Regions from separate parts of the Oryctolagus cuniculus genome. Here region 1 is linked to region 2. Evidence: chromatin contacts called from public Micro-C data. All regions are on one chromosome and are shown on one strand. Each heading gives the region's core, a stretch centred on a gene start, on an enhancer-like site or on the middle of the called end of the contact. The rest is flanking DNA. Distances are from core to core; before and after follow the strand shown. Region 1 holds the start of RWDD4 (RWD domain containing 4). Region 2 holds the start of ING2 (inhibitor of growth family member 2).

Evidence for each region. Hi-C and Micro-C count contacts between places; a contact is called where the count stands out from the background.
Region 1: a contact with region 2 is called in a Micro-C map of ear pinna, with 6 times the contacts expected there. The contact joins the promoter of RWDD4 here to the promoter of ING2 in region 2. A contact is called at or near these places in 4 of 6 Hi-C or Micro-C datasets (ear pinna, psoas muscle, skin fibroblasts and 1 more).

Annotation. Positions count from the first base shown.
Region 1 is chr2:65,462,297-65,469,706 of mOryCun1.1, reverse strand. It overlaps RWDD4 (RWD domain containing 4), which reads left to right and starts at 2,947. Exons shown (of 7, transcript XR_007914189.2): 1 at 2,947-3,300; 2 at 6,701-6,781. It overlaps TRAPPC11 (trafficking protein particle complex subunit 11), which reads right to left and starts at 2,790. Exons shown (of 30, transcript XM_002709491.5): 1 at 2,651-2,790; 2 at 429-653. The coding sequence starts at 632.
Region 2 is chr2:65,332,993-65,340,657 of mOryCun1.1, reverse strand. It overlaps ING2 (inhibitor of growth family member 2), which reads right to left and starts at 4,300. Exons shown (of 2, transcript XM_002709489.5): 1 at 4,120-4,300. The coding sequence starts at 4,300. It overlaps LOC138848474 (a long non-coding RNA gene), which reads left to right and starts at 5,218. Exons shown (of 3, transcript XR_011386297.1): 1 at 5,218-5,356.

The sequences.
Region 1 (7,410 bases), core at 1,698-4,197, 130 kb before region 2:
CTTACTTATTTATTTGAAAGTCAGAGTTACAGAGACAGAAGGAAAGACAGAGAGAGATGTCCAGATGGTTGCAATGGCCAGGGCTAGGCCAAGCCAAAGCCAAGAGCCAGGAGCTTCCTTCCAGTCTCCCACATGGGTGGCAGAAGCCCAAGCACTTGGGCAATCTTCAGCTGCCCTCCCAGGCTCTTTACCAGGGCGCTGGATTGGAAGTGGAGTAGTGGGGACAATAAGCCAGTGCCTATTTGGGATGCCTTCATTGCAGGTATCAGCTTTATCCACTACACCACAATGGCGGCCCCAAAGTTTTCTTTCTATACAAGTACAACCATTGTCTTGATAAACTCAGGTTTCCAGCACAGACAACAGTAACACAAAAAGACATACATACACAGAGAAAGAGTGAACCCATGAAATCATAATGTCATTACCTTGGGTCTACATTTGGGATACTCATGGTCACCTGGGAGCACCTTGAAAGAAATTGGTACTCGGTCAGCTCTCCGATTGGCACAGAAGGCATCCCAGACAGCTCTATGTACAGCATTATACACGACATCCAGGCCCGTAAGGGTAACAAAGGCCATAGGCCGGCAGCATAATTCCACAGGGAAGTCCCACTGTGTGGGGCTCATGGTCAGGTTGTCATGAAAAAGCTGAAAATACAAATGAAAACACATTCATAAGCAATTCTTTCAGATCTATTTCTAATATATGGACCGCCACTGAAAAAATTACAAAAAGGCAAAAAGCTTTGAGCAAGCTGGAAGTAAGGGAACTAGAAATCACTTACAGAACTTTAAATCAGTGCTGTAGCTACGTAACAAGAACATACAAACCACATAAATGATTTTACATTTTCTACCAGTCATATTAAAAAGAAACAGGTGAATTCATTTCAATAACACTCTCAGTAGGTCCCAGATATTATCATATCAACAACATAAAAGTTATCAATCAGATATTTTACTTTCTTTGTACTACACTAAGTCTTCACATTTTGGTGTGTATTTTATCCACACAATATTTCAATCTGGACTAGCTTATTTCAGATGCTCAACAGCCACACATGGTTACTGTGCAAGATGGACAGCTGTCAACTGGCAAATCTGTCCCAAATGTACTGTATAAAAACTGCACCTAGGGCCGGCGCCGCGGCTCACTAGGCTAATCCTCCGCCTAGCGGCGCCGGCACACCGGGTTCTAGTCCTGGTCGGGGCGCCGGATTCTGTCCCGGTTGCCCCTCTTCCAGGCCAGCCCTCTGCTGTGTCCAGGGAGTGCAGTGGAGGATGGCCCAGGTGCTTGGGCCCTGCACCCCATGGGAGACCAGGAAAAGCACCTGGCTCCTGGCTTCTGCCATCGGATCAGCGCGGTGCGCCGGCCGCAGCGTGCCGGCCGCGGCGGCCATTGGAGGGTGAACCAACGGCAAAGGAAGACCTTTCTCTCTCTCTCTCTCTCTCACTGTCCACTCTGCCTGTCAAAAAAAAAAAAAAAAAACAAAAAACAAAAAACAAAAAACTGCACCTAGGCCGGCGCCGCGGCTCACTAGGCTAATCCTCCGCCTTGCGGCGCCGGCACACCAGGTTCTAGTCCCGGTCGGGGCGCCGGATTCTGTCCCAGTTGCCCCTCTTCCAGGCCAGCCCTCTGCTGTGGCCAGGGAGTGCAGTGGAGGATGGCCCAGGTGCTTGGGCCCTGCACCCCATGGGAGACCAGGAGAAGCACCTGGCTCCTGCCATCGGATCAGCGCAGTGCGCCGGCCGCGGCGGCCATTGGAGGGTGAACCAATGGCAAAAGGAAGACCTTTCTCTCTGTCTCTCCCTCTCACTGTCCACTCTGCCTTTCAAAAAAAAAAAAAAAAAAAAAAACCTGCACCTAAAGCTTTGCCATACTCAACTTTAAAAATTTGGGCAGTTAAATATGCATGCTTATTCTCCAGCAAAGGCTGGAAACATGAAGGTAAAGAGAGATATACACTGAATGCTTCCACGAGGAAAGCTGAGGAAGAGAAATTTTCAGATTTCCTGAAGGAAGCCAACGGAGCCACAGATCAAACCATGACGTGGAAGGAGGTACAGGGGTACAAGTGAGCATTCTGGGTGGACACCACCGAGTGCAAGGGAAGCAATCTGTCAGGCAGCATGACAAGTAATTATAATAATGCGGCTTTACTATAACGAACTGGAGTTCAGGGGGTAAGACTAACGTCTACTAACAACGAGATTCAGAGATGATGTCCTACACCAATCGCAACTACAAAATGAGCAAAGGAGGAATGAACTCAGTTTGAGGCCAAATGGTTATTTAAAAAAAAAAAAAAAAAGTCGATGGTGAGGATGTGGAGCACAAACTCAACTGAGGCTTAGATTCCATCCCCGTGGTCACAGAATTCTGCCCCAGATAGCTCCAATGAAGGAAGCTGGAGAAAGAATCTTGCACAAAAGGCATCTTCCTCTTCTATCACCCCACCCCGTTAAGTGGGAGGCGCGGGGGGCGTCCTGGAAATGGGTGCGTCTTTTGGGAGGGGCTGGAAGAGAAATGCCAGGACTGCACCCTCACACTTAGGGAAACGCAGGCCCCAAAACCAGTGCTGTTAAGAGCTAGCTCTTCCTCGGCGGCCTCGCCTGGCCCCATGGGTCTCTGGGCCCGGACTCACCCAGGCCGCACGCCCCGGACCCGCAGCAGCCGTGGCCGATCGCCGCCAGGCGGGAGAAGATGACAGGAATGACAGGAAGCAGGCCGAGAGGCCACAAAACGTCCGGACCCGTCCCTATGGCCGCGGCCCCGCCGCAGGCTCCAGCAGGCCGGACCTCCCGGTCCCCACCTCCTCTGGCACAGGAAGCACTTTCTGGACGTGAGTGACAGCGTCCTACACCAATCGCCGCCCTGGAGTCGGACGCCGCTCTCCACAACGCGAAGGAAGCTCTCCAAGTCCAACGAGAGAAAGAGTCGGGGGCGGAGATGGAAGGAGCCAATGGGAAAAACGAGGGGGAAGAGGGGGGCGGAGCCTCCGCCGGTACCGCCCCGCAGCCTCTCCTCAGACTCCGGGTCGCCTCACCCACGGCGGCCTCCGGCTCCCGGAGCACAGCCGGGCCCCTGTGGTCGGCGCCTGGACGCTGCCGAGAGCCTCGCGGCGTGCGTGACTCTGGTCTTCGGCTGCGAAGGGTGCGTGGCCCCGCAGCCGAGGCGCGGAAGGGGGACGCCCCGGCCTCGGGGGCCAGTGCACTTGTGCCCTCTTCGTTGTGAACGCCAGCAGCCCGGGAGAGCCCCGCGACTGGCGCGATGAGTGCCAACGAGGACCAAGAGGTGAGCCCCACCCGAGGCTGGACGCCCGTGTTCCCGCGCAGGCGCGCAGCCACAGCCCGGGGCCCGCACGTGCCCTGCGCCCCGCGCGCCCTCCGAGCCTGGCCGGTGCGGTGCGAGAGAGGACAGGCGTGCGTGAAAGGGTGGGGGCCCGCCTCTGCCTGCCCACTCCCTGCCGTCTTTCATATTTGCTCACCCGGGGGTCTCCGCAGATTTCCTTGATGACCAGGGTGACTGTCCTTGGTCCATGACCCAGTTGTCTCCTTGACTCCCGCGTGGTGTTCAGAGCTTGTGCCCTGAGCTGGCCTGGAATCTGGTCACCTCTAAGTCCTAAAAACTCTTGACTGGTAGAGAGTTAACTTAGTTAAGTCTCCTAGTGGAGAAAAATAATGACCCGCGTGTCTCTGGTTTCTGTCCAAATTGTTTTATGAAATCATTTTTCCGTGTTGGCAGATGGATGCCGAATCTTGAGTATACGGCGTGCCATCAGAATTGTATGCTTCGTGCGCACGTATTTTCTCTTTAAAATTCTGTTTTGACACGTTGGAGGGACGCGCCAGGTCACCTCTGGGGGCACCTTCTACCTTTGTGATGGGTAAGGCGCAGTGAGTGGCCCCCGGACCGCGCCGTGAGGCTGTGCTAGGATTGCAACCAGACCCCAAGCCTCCTGTGCATTCGCTAATACACTTGTCAGGTATTGCTTTAATTAGCACTTCCACACGATAGAAGTGATAGCATCTGTGGATCAGAAATTAGCTTTAAATTAAGACCCAAAGTTCAACAAGCAAGTTGACACCTGAATTCCTTCAAAGCAGTTTTGCTACGGGAGTCTCTCAGCCAAGGCATTACTAGCTTTGTCTTCCAGCAATGCACAGAGCATACATGAAGGGGAAGGTTTCTCCAAGTTGGAACCATTTGAGTGATTGTTAAATAAACAACCTGCACTGCACCCCACTCCGTTTGAGTCAGAATTTCTGCGGTGGGGCCCCGAATCTCCATTTCCACTCTTCCATGTGACTGATTTTCAGATCTTTGAAGACAGTTTCCTGCCCAATGTCCTTTTCTTGGCAAAATTGTTCCCTTAGCTTTTATTCCTAAGCCCATTATTTCAGTTCCTTTACCATCCTGGAATCCTGTCAGCCGGCAGGTTCTAAGCTTATGTCCTGTTGTCAAATTGTTGCAAAACGCCTTTTCTACAGTTACATTCAGTAACGTTCACTGTCAACTAAACCGTTTAAGTGCTTTTTATAAAATAATTTGTCTTTCTCTATTTGTGTATCTAAGAATGTAAACATAATTTCTTCTACTTAATGCTGTTTAATTGCATCACGAGCATGTTTTTTAAGGACATTTTGAGTTCTTAATTCTGCCGCCAGCGTGATGCACTGTCCCATCATTGAACCTGCCTTTTGTTTATATTCCTGTTCCAGTCATTAAGGAGTAGCTGTATTTTGAGTCAGTTGTTTATAACAGTCTAATCTTCTTAGTTGTTCCTGAATCCAGTTTGAATTTCTATATTTTTCTTTGTAAAGGTAACAAGAGAAACTTGTGGAGCTTTGCTAAAATCTGTGTAGACTGTTTCCTGCTGGTCTCTGAATCAGAAGTACCATCTCTGAGAAGGATTATTTACATATGCCCTCATTTCATATATTGGCTAGGTTTTAGGGACTACTCTTTGTTCTCCCACCATTTCTTAAAAAATCAATTCTAAACTTGTGTCCATGTCACAAGGTCGCCATCTTTACTCTGTAGAATTCATGGTTACACCTTTTTGAAAACCAGAACATGTACACGAGGGCAGTCTTCTCAGAGAATTGTCCGTGGTCAAATGGTGCTTGAGACTCAATCTTTATATTATTATTATTTGTATGTATATCATAAATACAACATTAGGAACATAGTAATTTTCCCACTGTACCTGCCCTCCCACCCACTCTCCCCTGCTTCCTCCTCCCTCTCCTCTTAAGTCCGAGAAGAAAAAGAAAGAATGAAATTTAAAAAACTAAAAGAACTGTTCGTCAACAGTATAGACAAGGGCCATTCTATGTCATAGCTTCTCGAAGGTGATTTCGCTTTTTTCCCCCTTCCACAAGACCAAGTCATTTGTAAGACCACTGTATTCTAAGAAACACTCCCCAGCAAAGTTGCTAGATACGTTTTGTGTTGCAGTCCTTTCTCCTATCTTGAGTAGATCCTTACCAACCTTTCTCTTTAAGTTTTCTTTTTTTTTTTTTTTAAGATTTACTTATTCACTTCAGAGGCATAGTTACAGACAGAGAGAGAGGTCTTCCATCCCCAAAAGGGATGGAAGGTTCATCCCCAAAGGGAGCTGCACGGATCCTAAGCCAGATGCCAGGAGCTTCTTCTGGGTTTCCCATGCAGGTGCAGGGGCCCAAGTAATTGGGCCATCTTCCACTGCTCTCTCAAGCCATTAGCAGTGAGCTGGAGCAGAAGTAGAATAGCAGGGACTCGAACCAGCGCCCATATGGGATGCCAGTGCCACAGGCAAATGCTTAAACTATTATGCCACAGCGCACCGGCCCCTAGTTTTTTTGTACAATTTTTTTTAAGTTTTAAATCATCTCATTAGAGAGATTACAAATATAGTAATTTATGTAATAGGAAGTTCTTGTGCTTCGTATTTTTTTTTTTTAATTTTTTGACAGGCAGAGTGGACAGTGAGAGAGAGAGACAGAGAGAAAGGTCTTCCTTTGCCGTTGGTTCACCCTCCAATGGCTGCCGCGGCCGGTGCACTGCGGCCGGCACACCGCGCTGATCCGATGGCAGGAGCCAAGAGCCAGGTGCTTTTCCTGGTCTCCCATGGGGTGCAGGGCCCAAGCACCTGGGCCATCCTCCACTGCACTCCCTGGCCACAGCAGAGAGCTGGCCTGGAAGAGGGGCAACCGGGACAGAATCCGGCGCCCCAACCGGGACTAGAACCCGGTGTGCCGGCGCCGCAAGGCGGAGGATTAGCCTAGTGAGCCGTGGCGCCGGCCGTGCTTCGTATTTCTTATCTCCAGGTTTAGTGCTCTTTCCACCCCAGGCTATTACTCTTCAGCAGAGTGATAATAAACCCATGCTCTGGAGTGGCTTTAAATTGAATCTTGTTTTCCTCCCTGGTAGGAAGGAAAAAATAAGGTAATAAGATCTTCCCAGGATGGATGTTAGAATTACATAAGATGATGTAGCGTAAAACACTTAGGAGGACCTGACACATAGTTTTAAAACAAGTATCTATAGCATAATTGTAATGTGGGTGTTACACATGCATAATTGAGAATATCATTCCCTATAAGTTAGCCGAGTTCCACATAGTTGAGTGGTCTTAAGTCAGTAACTAAAGATCCTCTATTTCTAATCTGCTTCTACTACTAAAAAAAATTAATGGTTTCATTTCTTTCAGATGGAACTAGAAGCTTTACGTTCTATTTATGAAGGAGATGAAAGTTTCCGGGAATTAAGTCCAGTTTCATTTCAATACAGGGTAAGACATGTCATGAGTAGGAACCTTACCAGTTCGCTAGAAAAAACTAAAGGTTACTGAAAATGCTGATTTTGGTTTTTAAGCTTAGTGGTTGAATTGTATTCTACCTTTATATTTTCTGAAGCATTTAAATGAAACTCATCAACCATGACTTACTATTTTTAACATTTGAAAACTTAATTCAGAAATGTTTTAAAAACCAAGAGATACTTGTTTTTATTGTAACAGAATCATAAAGTGTTAGAAATGGAAGAAACTTTGGAAATTATATGATTTTTACCTCCTAGTTAGTCCTGTTTTCCTTACCTTACATAGCTGTTACTGAGAATTATCAGAATTAAAATCCAGGTCTGGGTTCCAAGTCTAGTGTTCTTTTCAGCACCCTGTGACATGATCAAAAAAAGTTGATATTTTATTAAATCTATATACTAAACACATGTGAATTTTTTTTACTTATGTGAAATGTAGATTTTCTTTAAAAAGAGAATTCCTTTTAACTCTGTCTTCAACATAACAGTATCAATATTTTACTTTGTAAATAAATAACACAAACCGTATGTCAAATGATGTATCCAGATGATTATAAGTAGTGATGTAATGAAAAAGTATTTTTGTGAAAGGTTCATTGT
Region 2 (7,665 bases), core at 3,051-5,550:
TTGCTAGTATAGCATTTGGGACATTTACTTAAATCAAATAAAAATAGCTGAGTCACTAGATGATATGTAAAAATCTGAGTCTGAGATGTCATGAATAATTCAAGATTAGCTTATTAAAATCTGCTCAATTTCTTATTCTTATGATATATAATGCTGTTTGTGTGTTGTTTTAAGATTTATTTATTTATTTGAAAGGCAGAGTTACAGAGAGGCAGAGGCAGAGAAAGAGAAAGGTCTTCCATCTGCTGGTTCACTCCCCAGATGGCCGCAATGGCCGGAGCTGCGTTGATCTGAAGCCAGGAGCCAGGAGCTTCCTCCAGTCTCCCACGTGGGTGCAGGGGCCCAAGGACTTGGACCGTCTTCCACTGCTTTCCCAGGCCATAGCACAGAGCTAAACGGAAGTAGAGCAGATAGGACATGAACCGGCGCCCATATGGGATGCAGGCGCTGCAGACTGGGGCTTTATTAATCCACTGCGCCACAGCGCTGGCTCCTAGATACAGTGCTATTTGAGAGATCCACCTTACTAAAGGTAGAGAAAAAAATCTAATTCATAGTATCATTTGGCATACCACTGTTTTATATTCCAGTATTACTAAATACAAGAACAGAAATGTTAGACAAGTAAAATATACACACTGGTGCTGTCTACAAGTAAGGTAACACAAATCAAACATTCATTTCATACGAATTATCTCCTCCCTGAAAACTGCAGGTACTGACACCTGTTGGACTACTATTTGCCCTAGGATTTGTGACAAAATACCACTATGAAGTTGAAGGTAATCATATTTGCATGGCATGCTTTTGAACAAAGTTCCTGTCTATCCCACTTGCTGAGGTAGGCACCTATGTGGATTTCTTAATAAACTAGTTTTTCTAAAGGAAAAATAAGGAAATTAAGTATTTTGCCCTTAGACATACAAAAAAAATGAGGATTTTTTAAAAAATGCTAAACCTCATTCCAAATATTTTGCATCTAATAATGAGTTAGAAATTAATTATACCATACACAACAAAAGATAAAAATAATAAAAATTAAAATTACACTATGTAATACCAGTACATTAATACCATGAGACAAAAATTCACATTTTTATAAAGATGAATTATGTAGTGACAAGAAGGGAAACTAACATTTACTCAGCCCTTATCTATGTGGCAAAGATTTTCTCATCCAATCCCCATGAAGACATTACTTTCACATGTGAAGTTAAACTCAAGAGGAAAGAACCCCAGACTTTGAACTCTGTCAGATCTATATAGTGGACCCCACAATTTAGGTACTTGCTATAAGTAACATGAAAGGCACTTGAAATTAAATATTAAATTTTAGTTCAAAGGTTGTTATTTACCTAATTATGAATGAGAATACTAAAACAAAAAATAAAGGTTATCTAATGCCATATCCCATAATAATTTACTGAATTATGAAACTCTTCTTCTTTAATTCTCTATTTTATAGGTTCATCAGCAATTTCAGGAACTGTCTCAAATAGTTGGAGAGAAATTTCCTTGAATGCTTATATAATTTATATCATTAAATATTGCGCTAAGTATTAGATGCCAACCAAAAAAAATACTTAAGGACTAGCAAATAAGAAACATGAAAATGGGTGCCAGCACTGTGGCATAGCAGGTACAGCCTCTGCCTGCACAACCCCGGCATCTCACATGAGTACCAGTTTGAGTCTCGGCTGCTCCACTTCCCGTCCAACTCCCTGCTAAAGTGCCTGGGAAAGCAGAGGAAGACCTCCCAAGTGCTTGGGTCCCTCCATCCCCCTGAGAGACCCAGATCAAACTCCTGCCTCCAGGCTTCCGCCTGGGCCAGCCCTGGCAGTTACGGCCATTTAAAATAAACCAGGGGTGGGAATGTAGGCATGGTGGGAAGAATCACCATGTTCCTAAAGCTGTAATTATGAAGTTTATCAAGTTTGTAACTGTAAAGCTGTATAGTTCTGCATAAAAAAAAATAAAATAAATCAGGGGATGGAAGATCTCTCTGTGTAGCTTTCAAATAAATAAATAAATGTTTAAAACAAATTAAAAAAATGAAAGTGAACCAGGAACACAATAGTATGTAAAGTTAGTAAAAAACCATAAAGGTTGAGTTTAGCAACTATGTGCACAGAGCGAAAATTCTATTGCTTTTCTATTAATGTGGAAGTTAATCACAATTTTACAGAATTGAGAATTTTGACAATCTCTCAATCTTTTAAGTCCTACCATATCACTCATACTACCAGAACTAATTATGACAATTATAGATGGTCAAATAGATTTCTCTATCAACAAATTCTAGCATTTCTTCCCAACTTCAAATAGTTTAAGGCAAATTTGTGCCTTTAAAGTATAAAAATCTACAAGCTTTACAATCTTCAAAGTTACCACTTGAAAAACCACAAATATTCAATATACAATTCTTAAGCACATACGTATAATTTTCTGGGTTACGACTCACATATGTGCACCACATCGGAAAAAATAACATTGGACAACTCTTACTTAAAATAAAAAGGTTTAAACAGTTTGAAACAAAGGACATTCACCTAAAGTAACAGGCTTAGGAGACAAAAATTCCCCCATTCAACTAACTGGACAAGTTACTTTTATCTGTAAAAATCAGTTTTACTTCATATAATGTCCTGGATCTGGTGCAGTAACTGGCACACAGCGACAATCAGTATCAGCTTTATTCCCACTAAGAGATCGGCCCTATCAATCATATGGATTCAGAGAACAAATTTATGCATTCAACAACAGAGACTTAAATGTCGCTACACGCTACAGGCCACAGAAGTCACTCTTGAAGTGGATTCCTTGAAATCATCGGATTAGTGACGTGCTGGGAAAAACAGAGCAAGGGTACAAGAAGTTCGTGTCCAAGGTCTGTTCCTCGACTTCGGGTTATCAAACACATTTCAACTCCCGATCCGAAGTAAACCACTCCCCTGCTCGTAGCAGGCGGAGAGTGGACGACGAACGACACTATGCGACAAAGGTCGAGTCCCTGTCCTAGCTTCTTGGGTCTGACCACAAAGGGTGGTTTTCGTCCCGTCGCTGAAACTTGGCGGAGTCGCGACCCAGGGGCGAAGGGACGCCGGGCGGTTGCCCAGTCAACCAACCCACTTCCTCCTGGGGCCCGGAAGTGACACACGGCCCGGAACCTGCGAGCCTTCAGGGACAGCTACGGTGCCAGCAGCTGTGTCCCCGTGCCGACTGACCGGCTGCGAAAGAGAAAAGTCACACAGACGCCAACACTGGCTCTGCTGGGGCCGAACGAACGAGCCACTGGCCAGACTGGCTCTCGAGCAGCCGGTCCCACCCAAGCCTCTGCAGCCACTAGCCATTTCCGAGGCCGGCGGAGCGCCTCGCGTCCCCGCCCCTCGCCCACGTCACGGCCGCAGGCCCCGCCCCCAGGGGCCGGGGGCCCTCCCGGCCACACACGCCCCTCTCCTCCCCTCTCAGCGGGAGACCCCTCCCCTTTTAACCATTTGGCAGAAGGAGCTGGGCAAAGGCTACTGCGCTGGGCAGCCCGGAACTTTCCCCCCGGCGGGAGAGGGGAACAGACCGCTCGGTTCCCGAGCCAGGAGCCGGAGCGCGGAGGGAGGGACCTGCCCCGAGTCCGCCTTCGCGGCCCTCTCCCGCCCCCTCCCCCCGACACGTTCCAATGCATCTCCTCTCGGGGCCGGGGGCCGGAGGGGGTGGGGAGCGCGGGGCGCCGCAGACCGGCGGGAGCCCGGCCGGCCGCGGCCCCCCGCCTGGCTGCACACTCCCTCGGCCAGGCGAGAGGGCTTGCGGCACTGGGCCGGCAAGAGCCGGAACAAATGCTTGCTGCTTAAAATGGCTGATTCCCCTCCACGACAGCTGCAGCCGCTGGGTCTGCAGCCGGGGCTGACGCGCGGCCCCCACCCCCACTCCGGGGACCCCGGCGAAGTCCTCGCCGCCCGCAGCGGGGAAGGCGAGGGCCTCGAGCCCCCTGTCCAGCTCCTCCTCCCCGCCCCACACGGCAGGACCCCCGCCGTGTTGCACTCGCGGAGACTGTCACCGGAGAAAGGCAAAGTGGCACAGCCGGGGCAGGCTCCGGGCGGCCGTGCCCGAGAGCCCCGCGGCCCCTACCTTGATATTTGTTGTCCAGCTCCCGCAGCACAGACACGTTCCTCTGCATGTCGTGTGGCAGCGACTCCACACACTCGAGGTAGTCCTGCACGTAGCAGGTGAGCAGCCGGCTCCGCTCCCCGGTCAGGAGCGCGGCCGACGAGTACAGTTGCTGCTGCTGCTGCTGCTGCTGCCCTAACATCCTGCCGCCGCCGCTGCTGCTGCTCCTGGCCGCCGCCGCCGCCGCCGCCTCCGCATCCAGCAGCCGCACATGCAAAAGCCGCGCTCACCGCGGCTCGTCTGCTCGGCTGCCCGGCGCCGCGGGGACACCGGCCGCCGCTCCGGAGGGCACAGCCGAGTCCCCCGACCTCCACTCCCCCCAAAAGAAGCCCTCACTCCCCGCCCCCGCGGTAACAAGCCCAGGGGCGGGGCGAGATCAGGGCTCCCCCTCCGTTCCCCCCGCCCTCCCCAGGACGAGAGCCGCGGGGATCCCCCCCCCTCAGCGGAGCTGGCGCCGGGGTCCCGGGCGGGGACACTTCCTGTCCCCCGCAAAGTCCCCAGATGCTACCCACGCCGCCTCGTCGCTCGGATCCCCCTGACAAACCCCTCGCCCCCCACGGTCAGCCTCCGCGACTGTCCGAGAGTCTCTCACTGGACTGCCCCCGCCCCTTCGGCTGCGGCCGCCTCTGCGCCTGCGCAGGACGCCGTCCTAATAAGGCCGGGGGCCCGCCCCTAGCGCCCCACCGAAGGGTTCGCATTCTCCCGCTTTCCGTCCGCCGCCCGGGCGATTGGTCTGTCAACTCTCGGCCGCGGGGGGAGGGTGCGGAGGGCGGCCAAACGGCAGGCTGTGCCCCGCCCCCCCTTAAAGGGGAAGCACTGTCAAACCCGCGTCCCCGCCCGCGCTCTGAATGGGACCTGAAAGGTGGCCGAATTCTTCCTTCCGTCCTTCCCACTGGGAGAGGGGAGCCGTGGCCCGGCTCACTCGGCCCAGGGTGATCGACTCTTCCCCACGTTGGGCGGATCGAGCGCGGCTCCCCGCGAGCCTTAAAAGGAGCCGCCGGCAGCTGCTCTCCGTTGCACCCTGGAGTGAGGCCTGCGGGAACTACCGACCCAGTGTGCAGCGGGGCGCTGCTCCCGGCATGCACGGCGGCTGTGTTCCCGCCGAGCCGCCGCGGCTCGCTGGCCGCCGCCTCAGCGCTGCCCGGGGGCAGCGAGCCTCCTCCCGGCGCCGCCCTGGGGCTTCCCCAGCAGCGGGGAGGTAGGCGATGCTCCCTCTGACCGCCGCCGTTTTCCCTATCTTCCACGTAGTCGCCTGCAGGGACCCGGTGCGGCTTCGCTCTGCCTTGGGGTGACCCGGAGGGCTCCCGGCGCCGGGGTGGCAAGCTCTGGCCAGGGTTCCCCTCCTGTTGAGTCCTGTTGAGGGGGCAGGGGTGCGAAAGTGGCCGGTAGACAGCCGTTCAGAACGAAGCAAAACCTTTTCGGGGGTCGGAACGTTCAGGCATTAGACGTGGGCGAGGGCTTGCGGGCGGAGGGAGGGGCGCTGCACGATATGGTCACTCCGTCCTCCCCTCCGGCCAAGCCGAAAGAGGCCCAGGGACTGACGGTGAGACCCCAGGCCACAGTCCAGCCCACGAAATGATGGATTCCCATCGATTAATTTCTGGGTAACGTAAATGAAATAAATGCCAGCCAAAGGAGCTGCTTTTCATTACAGGCGGACGTTGAGTTTATAGAATAACGAGTGTTACCAAAAGAAAAGCGTGGAAGTAGATCGAATACACGGAGGATTTTAATGGAACGCCTATGTAAGCAAACCCTATTGTGAGTCAAAGCAAAATGTGACCGAGTGATGAATTTAGCCATTATAATCAGTTTAGAAGCATGGGACACCTGTAGGGTGACCGATTTAGAGCAGTTTCGAGACAGCTGTTAGTGGTAAGTACCCACTGACATGCAGAGAAAACTCTAGAGCTTGATCTGGAGGAAAAATTGAAACTTCAGGGAGTTCCATGGCTTGGAAACAATAAAATATTGCGAAGGCTTGGGAGACTGTCCTGTGTTATCCTGTGACGCTTTGAGGTTTCGACCCCTTGAATATTAAGTCAACCCAGACGGCACAGTGAATTGCATTCTTGAGACTGCCTCGGGGGTTTTTCTTGTCATTCTGTAACGCTTTCAGATTAAGCACCCAACTTGTCAAAAACCAGACATTGTTAAGTATTAAATTTTACTGAATTTTACCTGAACCCTGTCGTGTTGTTTTGTTTTCACACAAATTTGAAGCAATTTGTCATTATTGAAAAATAATACCAGACACCGGGGCCAGCGGGGCCAGCGTCGTGGCTCATTTGGTTAATCCTCCGCCTGCGGCGCCGGCATCCCATTTGGCCGCCGGTTCGAGACCCAGCTGCTCCTCTTCCAGTCCAGCTCTGCTATGGCCTGGGAAAGCAGTAGAAGATGGTCCAAGTCCTTGAGCCCCTGCACCCACATGGGAGACCAGGAAGATGCACCTGGCTTTGGGCGGTTGCGGCCATTTCGGGGTGAACCAACGGAAGGAAGCCCCTTTTCTCTGTCTCTCCCTCTCACTGTAACTCTACCTCTCAAATAAAAAAATAAAATCTTTAAATAATAATAGTACTAATACCAGACACCTTATTATTTACCGATTCGGGTTCTTTATTGAATACACCCCTGGTTTTTACTCACCTGATGAGTGATCTTCAGGCAGATAAGTCATGTGGCTAGAAACTGGAAGTGAGAGAAGGCCATGAAGCAGAGTACACCTTCTAGGAACCTAGAGCAAGGTGAGAGGTATGAAGGATGAGTAAGTAAGGCATAGGAGACTTCATAGCATTGTTCTCATTCTTTCATCATTCTATTGAACAGCTGAAAGGAAGCAAAGAATCCAATAATATTTCAGCTGGTATTGGTCTAAACTTGTTAAACAATCTAGCATGATCATCTCTGGTGTGAGTTATTTCAGACATTTGCCTTTTTTTTTATTTATTTATTTACAAAGGTTAGTAATGTAAGGCTTATTCCTGCCGTACTTGTAAAAGGAGAGGGTGCTTACATTGGGGGAAAAAAATCACCAAACTCCCTAGATGTAACTTTTTTAAAAAACATTTTTATTCATTTATTTGAAAGGCAGAGTTAAAAAGAGACAGAGGCAGAGAGAAGGAGGGAGAGATAGGTCTTCCATCCGCTAGTTCACTCCCCCAGTGGCCACAACAGCCAGAGCTGGGCCAATCTGGAGCCAGGAGCTTCCTGGGGCCTCCCACATGAGTGCAGGGGCCCAAGGACTTGGGCCATCTTCCACTGCTTTCCCAGATCCTGCCAGAGAGCTGGATCAGAAGTGGAGCAGTTAGAATTCGAAACAGCGCCCATATGGGATGCCGGCACTGCAGGCGGTGGCTACGCCACAGCATCGGCCCCTAGTCGACTTTGGTTGTTCATAAATGTCCTTTGCTACTCAGTAGTCATCTACCTGGAAATTTTGGGCCTCCTCACATTGGCTCTCTTGACTCTTCTAAATACAAAATTTAAAAATCCTCAATTCTCTGCAAC